Linked DNA regions of Capsicum annuum: region 2 is linked to region 1. Evidence: chromatin contacts called from public Hi-C data. All regions are on one chromosome and are shown on one strand. The core of a region is the stretch at or near the end of the contact, and the rest is flanking DNA. Distances in the headings are between cores, read along the strand shown. Region 1 has its middle 73 kb from the start of LOC107872880. Region 2 holds the start of LOC107872879 (RING-H2 finger protein ATL52).

What was found. Hi-C and Micro-C count contacts between places; a contact is called where the count stands out from the background.
Region 2: a contact with region 1 is called in a Hi-C map of leaf, with 3 times the contacts expected there. The contact joins the promoter of LOC107872879 here to the enhancer-like site in region 1. A contact is called at or near these places in 2 of 5 Hi-C or Micro-C datasets (leaf and placenta).

Annotation. Positions count from the first base shown.
Region 1 is chr6:186,115,732-186,120,071 of UCD10Xv1.1, reverse strand. No RefSeq gene overlaps it. Among protein-coding and RNA genes, the nearest start is that of LOC107872880, 73 kb to the right of the region's middle. Within about 2 kb of position 2,286, at least 4 of the 5 cell types and tissues checked have an H3K27ac peak or open chromatin away from gene starts, as enhancers often do. A contact at or near this core is called in leaf, where this site is marked.
Region 2 is chr6:186,195,082-186,199,576 of UCD10Xv1.1, reverse strand. It overlaps LOC107872879 (RING-H2 finger protein ATL52), which reads right to left and starts at 1,980. Exons shown (of 2, transcript XM_016719531.2): 1 at 1,713-1,980; 2 at 437-1,613. The coding sequence starts at 1,609. The coding sequence ends at 518.

The sequences.
Region 1 (4,340 bases), core at 1,037-3,536:
ATAATTACGTAAAAATAATTATAAATCACAATAATTAACAAGTTAAAATACTTTTTTAAAAATAGATAAAAGTTCTATTCAACTCTCAAAATTATATCTTTGCACCATAAATCATGACAAAATAAAAAATTATCTTAATTAATTACACCTAAATATTTAAATAAATCAATTTTATTATTTTAATTGACTTTTATATAGAAAATTAATATTTTATTTATTTATTTATTTTAGTAATTTTAAATTTTAAAATTATTTTTTTCTTATACTGAAATACTAATATTTAAAATTAACTTTAAATTTTTAAAGTACAAAATTAATAAATTTAATTTAATAAAATAAATTTCTAATGAATATTTTCTTAGAATTTGTGTTGGGCCAATATGTATCAAGTTAAAAAGAAATAAAGAAAAATATATAGTAAAATTTTATTATTGTAAAAGATAAATATAATGCACAATCCAATAATATTTAATAATATCATATTTTGCATATGCAAATACAACATCCCGTATTTAATTAATATACTATTTCGGTGAATGATCGATGATTACTATTGGATATGATAAAATTATATTAATTTTTATAGTAATAATATAATCAATCGCTCTTAATTAATTATTATGAGTCATCTAGGTATTAAGAAAATAAATAATATTTAATGAAAAATAAAATAGACATAAAATGCGAAATTAACTCTTAATGTTTTAAATTAAATTTTCTTCTTTCGAACGATGATTTTTCTATATCACTCCTTATTATAAGTCATTTATGTATTAGAAAAATAAAAATAAGAAAATGATATGTTAACATAAAATATTTGATTGACTATCAAAATTATATTAGTGCCACATAAATTGAAACGGGACAGAAAAAGATATAAAACAACATACATTATTTGAAAATGAAATAAAAAGTACTGTAAATAACAATAATCAACAAAAAAAATTTGACTGATTTCTGCTGATTCAATCGTGATTTTAATGCATCACTCGCAATTAATTATTATAAGTCACTTATGTATTGAAAATTAATAATATTGAATCCACGATTTTACTATATAATATATATATATATATATATATATATATATATATATATATATATATATGAATAAAAAATTTCATGATATTTAAAAAAAAATTACTACATATACTCAAAGGGCAAAAGAGTAAAAATACACAAGAGATAAATGTAGAGAAATCAATAAGCACCAAATGGATTATTAACATTTGTAACATTCAACACATTTCAAATGTTTTCAAATTCTTCTTGAATCAATACATACACATAATAAAAATAATAAATAATAAATAATAATAATTACATTTTACTATATCACCCCTAATTAATTATTATGGTCATTTAAGCATTGTGCCACATAAGTTAAAATAGAAAAAATATTATAAATTACAATGATAAAAAATTTAAATTATTTAAAAAAATATCATTGGCTATCTTCGACACAAAACTCTGGACAAGGAGAGTAGCATATATTATTCAAAAATTACATAAAAAGTATCATAAATTACAATAGTTAACAACTTAAAATATCTAAAAATAATTTAATATGTTATATATTTCAAAACAATTACATGAAAAATACTAGAAATCACAATAATTAACAACTTAAAAAATTTAAAAGATATAAAATATTTGATCGACTCTGAAAATTATATTGGTGTCACTAAAATTGAAATAGAAGAAAAGTAGCATAAATCACAATAATTAAAAACTTAAATTATTTTTTAAATATAATTGACCATCAATACCACAAAAATTTGGACGAAAAAAGTACCGTATATTAATTTGAAAATTATATTAAAATATTATAAATTACAATAGTTAATAACTTAAATTATCTAAATATATATTAAAATAACATATGTTGAACTCATGCTAGATTTCGGATGAATCCTAGAAAACATTTGCAATTCTTTTATTAGAAAATTTTATTTAAATAAATCAAGATAGAAAGGATAAATAAATATATTAATGTTGGGCTCATGCTGACATGGACCATGCTTCTCTAGTTTGACTTATAAAAAGCAAATTTTAGCTTTTTTAAGCAATTTTAAAACTCGTCAAACATTTAAAAAAAAAACAACTTAAAAATTATTTTGATCAAAATATAACCCATCTAAACACCCACTATGTCGATGCCTTTGGACCATTCTACAATTTCGTAAAGCGTCCAGGCAAAAATAGTTTCGATAGAAGAGATAGGGTCCCCTAAAATTTGGTGGGTATGAAATAAAGATTGATTAGATGGGAACACTGGTTATTGACTTGGTATTTTCCAACATTGACTTGTCTACGAGTACTACTCTATAGTCTTTAGTCTATACTATGATTGTCTGATCACTTATCTTCGGCTTATCTCCATTCATGGATGCAAAAATTACAGTCCAATATCATTGAACCATCTAATTGATCAAATGTATACCATGCATAATGTATAATGAGCAAGTATACGTTTGGAACAAAATATTCATTATATACGTATAAATACATATATACGTAAGTTACCAAAGGGCACGTTTAAGTAAGTTACCAATCGTGAACCCCACTCCATTAGACACTTCTATTTGTTTGGGATCGGCTTTGTTGGGCTTAACCCAATTAAATGGGCCTCAAAGTGACGTGTCTTTACTCTTGGGATATTTGCTACCACACCAGCCAACCACTGTGTTTTTCAACTTGGCAAATATAGCATATGCTGCCAAAGCTATAGGTTTCTATTATTTATTCCTTTTTCTTTACTATTCAATATTTTATACTTATTTTTGGACTCCACTAATTTGAAATTGCTCCATGCCAAGGAAGAGAGTTCCCTTTTTGATTATTTCCCTTGTCCATGCTTGAATTCGAAATATTTAATTAAACGTGAAAGAATTATATGCATCTCATTTTAACCCTTGGAGCCCAGTAGCTAGAGCTAAGTTATTAAATGACTAGATTAAACCTCCCAATAGAAGATAGTTTAGAGCATAGAATCTAATTAACAACCCCATAGGCAAGTGGTCCATCATATTGGAGAAAAAGGGACGTGACAAGATTTTCTACGTGCTAGAACTAGAACTAGAGACTTTGAACCGACATATCAACATTAATTTTACTTTAGCTAGAATATGACTTGCAAATTGGTTTCTAGCAAGTAGGTTCATAGCAAGTGCGATGTTTGGTTATTTTCATTAGAAATGAAGTCATGCAATTCAAGTTCATTGACCCTGGAGTTGCGAACCTACGGTTCTTTTGAAACTCTGGAAGTTATATTCTTGGGGTCGTTTGGTAACATAGATATTATGGGATAAAAAATAGGATAAATTATACAAAACTCAAAGTTCTGAGACTATATTATTCAATATCCCTTGCTTTTTCAAAATTTATATTAAATCCCGCATCCTATTTTTACTCCACCATTAACTTGTCCCTTGTTTGGTTATTAATTCTTGAATAAGTTATATTAGGATAAGTAATTAGTATCTGAATAAGTTATCTCTACCACAGTTTGGAACAATAGTAGTGGAATTAGTTATCCTGGAAAAGAAAAGAAAATATGACAAAATACCATTGAGGTCCCTCAAACTTTTTTTCTACTAAATAAGGTGAAGTGTATTTTTACAAATAAACAACTTCTTATAAAAAATTATGCAATGCTTGTTATTTATAATTTGACAAATCAAACAATCGATAAGAAATAATACAAGAATACTAATCTCAACATAATCAATCCTTTATAACTTGTCTTCAAATAAAACGAGCCCTTAATTGCTCGATTCTTTACATTTTTTTTTTAAAAAGGTAGTAACAAATTAAAGAAGGAAAAACATCATCAGTTGGCAATTTTTTTGATCTCTGACCTGGTGTCCATTAGCCGTTTTAGATTGGACTAATCTAGATTTGGGCTCGAAAATCTTACTTTAGGAGTAGACTGCTCTCTAAATACCATCTAATTAAGAATTGAAAAATATTTATCACTTGGACCCCACTTCCCCAGGTGGATAGTAGATTTTTCTTGTCTCTTTGAAATGTAGACAGTTCGCTTGTAACCAGACAAATGTGTTTTATAAGTTGATCTGAAAATACAAAAACAAATCCAGATATTTAAATTAGCCAGTAAATCTAAGTCTTAAGACATTTAGGATTAAGGAGATGTAAATGTATGTCTAATTAGCCCTTATTCGTTGTTCCATTAGAAGAAAGTTAATATAGTTTTGTAGAGAATGGCTAATCAACTCACTCAAATGATCAAGTTGAAGAACTTAAACTACATTCACTGTAGTTTCCATTTTACAGTTTTCACTATAGTTGTGTTTCCTAAAAATAGTTACTATCCATTA
Region 2 (4,495 bases), core at 731-3,230, 80 kb before region 1:
TGCAATCTTCCGGTATTGCGATCAATATAGTATATAACACCATAGTGTTTGTGCGGAAAAATTAAGGATGTTGCATGCCTATTGGTATTATTAGAGCCAAGTATAATATCTAAACTACAAGAGAAATTAATGTTACGACAAGAAACGTGATCAAAAGTTTCTAAAATCATCCCTACAAAAATCACTCACTCGCAACATTTTTGTTTAAGGGGCTATTAAACCTAACTCCAAATCTCCAATACAACAGTTGTAGCTGTATTAGCCTCTCATCAATAATCAAACAAACAAAACTCAACATGCCAAATTGCCAATGGAATCCCAAGACATAGAACTCTCCCTTGATTTTTGCATAGAACAATCGTCCACCCACTAAGCTATACAAAAATAGTGGATGGGAAAAAGAGGAACAGAAAAACTCAAATTCTAAGAGGAAAAATACCTTTCAAACTCATGTTTAATCAACTCTTTGTTCAATAGCATACACAAATCCTCCTAAAAAATTAGCACAAAAAAATATTCAAACATTTGACAATGGATTGGCCATATTTTGTCCTCTCCCCCGTTTGGTAAACAAGAATCTCCCACTTGATAATGATCTCTTCATCATCATAGGACTTGCTACACAATATTGTACTAGTACATTGTTTCTAATCCCACTCCTACTCATTTCTTCACCATTATTTTCTTGTTTTGACGTTCCAACATCCCTTTGCAACTCACAATTTTCCCCCGTTACACAATCATGAAATTCATCTTGATCAATTCTCAGTATATCAGCTATAGATAAATGACCTTGAGATACACAATCCATTGACACTGATCTCCTCCTAACTTCTTGATTCATATGGTTTTGGTTCGTTACATCCTCTTCTTTTTCTTCTTCGTCTCGTGTTTCCTCTTCTCTGATGCCCATTTCTATATCACGTTCCGGTTGGATTTGTGGAGTTGTTTCAATTTGAGGAGCTTCCATAATAGGAGGAGGTAATGGAGGAGGTGAAGCATTTGAAACAGTTATATGAGCCCGGCATAACGGGCAATTTGAATGAGATTTTAGCCATGTATCAATGCACATTACATGAAAAGCATGGCTACATTTAGGCAAAAGTCTAAGACTTTCATCTTCTTGAAATTCACTTAAACAAACAGAACAATTTGTTCCTTCAGTCAATAATCCATCGCATTTCTTGTATTTAAACACTGTAATAGACTTGATCAATGCCTCATCCAAACCACCACCCGCGGTAACATTCCATGCCTCGTGATTAGAAGGGTCATGATCCTCTTCAAATTCTGATTCTTCCTGATGATTTTCCCTTCTTCTTGAATTCCCACAATACTTTGATATTATGGCATAGTAGCTTACTAATAGGAAAGCACTAGCAAGAATTCCGATGATCGCGATAACTAGAGGAGAGAAATTACGACCAGAATCATCATCAGCAGAGAAATCAAATTGTGGTGGTGGAGGGAAAATTATGTAACACCATTGTGGGCAGTATAAACTGCAAAATCCTTGAGAACAGTCCCTAGTACTCATATATGGTGCCCAAGTTCTTGGATTACTTACAGGCACCAATTTATCGTCGTCCGGAAGACTCTTACTATACATGACACTGCAGAAAAACAAAATTTTGTGTGGCCCAAAAAGAGGTCACTTTCCCATCTCAAGCAATACGTATAAAACAGGGGAAAACAGAGGAATGAGAAGTTACCTAAGAGCACTTTGGTTATATCAGATAGGAAAAAGGGAGCATATGATAAGACATAAAGAAGGAGAATACTTAGTTTTTTTTTTTTTTTTTTTTCTGTTTTACTTTTGTTTGCTTTTTCTTTGTTCTCTTCTTTTTGTTTCTTTAATTTGCTTTATTGGAGATAGTGGTATATTGACTAACATGGTCATGTTGTTGGTTGGGCATTCATCAAAGTAATCAATGCTTTATCATGGGTACAAGCCACTTGCCACTAAACTGGATTAATAGGATAGATTACATGTAGCTCTTTCCCTTTTGTACAAAAGAAACTTATATTTGACATTACTCACTTTTTAAATATCTTCACTCCTAAGTAAATTCAGTAGAAACTTGTTTAACACTAGCCAATTGAATCTATTTATCAGTTTTTAATTACTGTTACATCAACTCAGTGAGAGGTGGAAAATTAGTTTATGAGAACATAATTCGTTCAATCTGTTTAAGTATCAGTGGGTTGTTTATCAATTAATTTTTTTTTTTTTTTTTTTGTTCAACTCGTCTAGCCAATTAAAAATTGAGCTGATACGAACCTAAATTAATCAATGAGAAATTGTTAAAATGTTTTAATATATCATGCAGCTTTATCAGGTACATAAAAATTATAAAAGAACAAATAATAAATAAGATAGTAAGAATTAGGCGAGTGGATTATGATCCTACATTTTAACATTTTAACCTAGGTAACTTTTGAGCGAATTAATAACTCAGTCTATTTTAAGCCACACAAATTCAATCTAACCCCCACTCCCCATTTTGATACCTCTGGTGAGAACCAAAGCAAAGCTTGCATTATTAGCCTACTCAGGGACGGAGCTAGCATGGTAGTTACAGATTTGGCAGAATCTTATGACTTAAGTTCAAATTCTGTAGTTATGTTGAAAATACTGTTTAATATGTATGCGTAATTTATTGAGAACTCTTTAAGGGAAACAAAGAAGAAGAAGAAGTTGACGCATAACCCATAAACTAAAAATCCCAATTCCACCTTTGTCTACCCCAGAACTATAAAATCTTCAATTTTTTGTCTTAGAAATGGGAAATGGGAATCTTCTTAAAGCCACAATATAAGGAAGTATATATTCTTGCTTTGGTTCTTGATAATTGAAAAGATATTTCTATTCAAGCTATTGAATTCAATGCTACTTTCCTTGTGTATTCTGTGCCTGGTTTGAAGTTTTATTTTATTGCTTTTTTTCTTTTGGTGGGGGAGAAAGAGTGTATAATGATCGTCAAAAGAATGTTGTACAGTGGATAGAGTTGTTCCTTCGTTAATAACAAGTTTTAATTTTTGTGACATGCATTCAGATATGGAGTGCTATTCCTGAATGAGTTCTACTCGAAGTAAACCTAAATTAATCAAATTCTATTACAGATATCCAACCTAGGATTTTTTTTTTTCAAAACAGAGCGTGTACGAATGAACCATATAAGGGAGAACATTCAGTGTCAGAAACTGAAGGAACTCAGAGGTTGTAATGGAGTTTTAATTCTACAAGTCAATCATGTTGGTGAAAGAAATGTAAAACCCAAAATATTCCTTCTTCCTCAGCCCCACACCTTGTCTTTTTCATTCACTTTATTTATTTTTTATGTTCGATAGATAAATACAAATTATTATTAGAAGAATATTTAAATGAAGTATAATTTAGACAAATACTATAAAAATAAGATAAGTTGACGGTGGAGGTGAGGGCAAGTTGAGGGTCGAGACGGGTACAATAGCCGCAGTTTCAGTTACAAGTCTCAATCAACAAGATCAAAATGCAACAATATATATTTATCTTGCTACTTAATAAAATAATTGAATGAGAATATAGGCAAAAAAAGTTTGTCAAATTTTGCATTGAAACGCTATATTAAAAATAGAAATATTTAATTGAAATATGATCTTTAGAATCTAAATGAAATACCATGATTACTTTAAAAGGCTGATTATGCACTAAGTCATTTATTTTCCTACTGTCATCTCCAAAGTATGCTCGGACTAGAGGGTCAAATATATGTAATCCTTTTGGACTCAATTTGACTTTTAGCTTTTACGATCGAGCACCTTAGGAATGTAGAAGAAGATAATATTCTAGCAAAGTCACCAGTACTGAATGAATTCTAGGGTTCCACAAGGGAGTCAATTATCCACTGAAATTCATGAATATAAAGGAGATGGTGACAAGAAGATAATTGAGTGTTTATTTATCCTTTTCTTGCATGCCTTGTCGTCTATACACCATGACTCATGAGGGAGACATGTGGGCCTTTTTTACGATCATCAATTTAACAGCAGCCTTGTTCTTTTTTTTTTTTTGGTTTGGGTTGGTGTGGGATGCTCTCGTAGCTTTTCCATATGAAATTTTTGTACCACACACCAGCCCAAAGTAGTGTGTTTTAAGACGTACCCTATATTTTTTTATTAAATTTGGTCAGTACAATTACTGTACAATTTGTATGCATATAGCTATTGAATAATTATTGTTCACTTGGCACACACTTGTTAAACATTGAGTGTATACTTGCCCCGAGATAAAGGGTTATGATTGCAATTTATATGTTCATAACAAAAACAAGGGGGAAGGGCTGAAGTCTGGTAAAAAATTTACCATCAGAACAACCAGGTACCTAAGGTGTGTTATCTCTTATAAGGTTAGGATAACAGGATAACTATAATAATGCAGCACCTATTGACCTAAATTTGATATGGAGATAGTTGAAAGTGCAGAGTTAGCATTTGAAGTTTATAATTTGAAAAT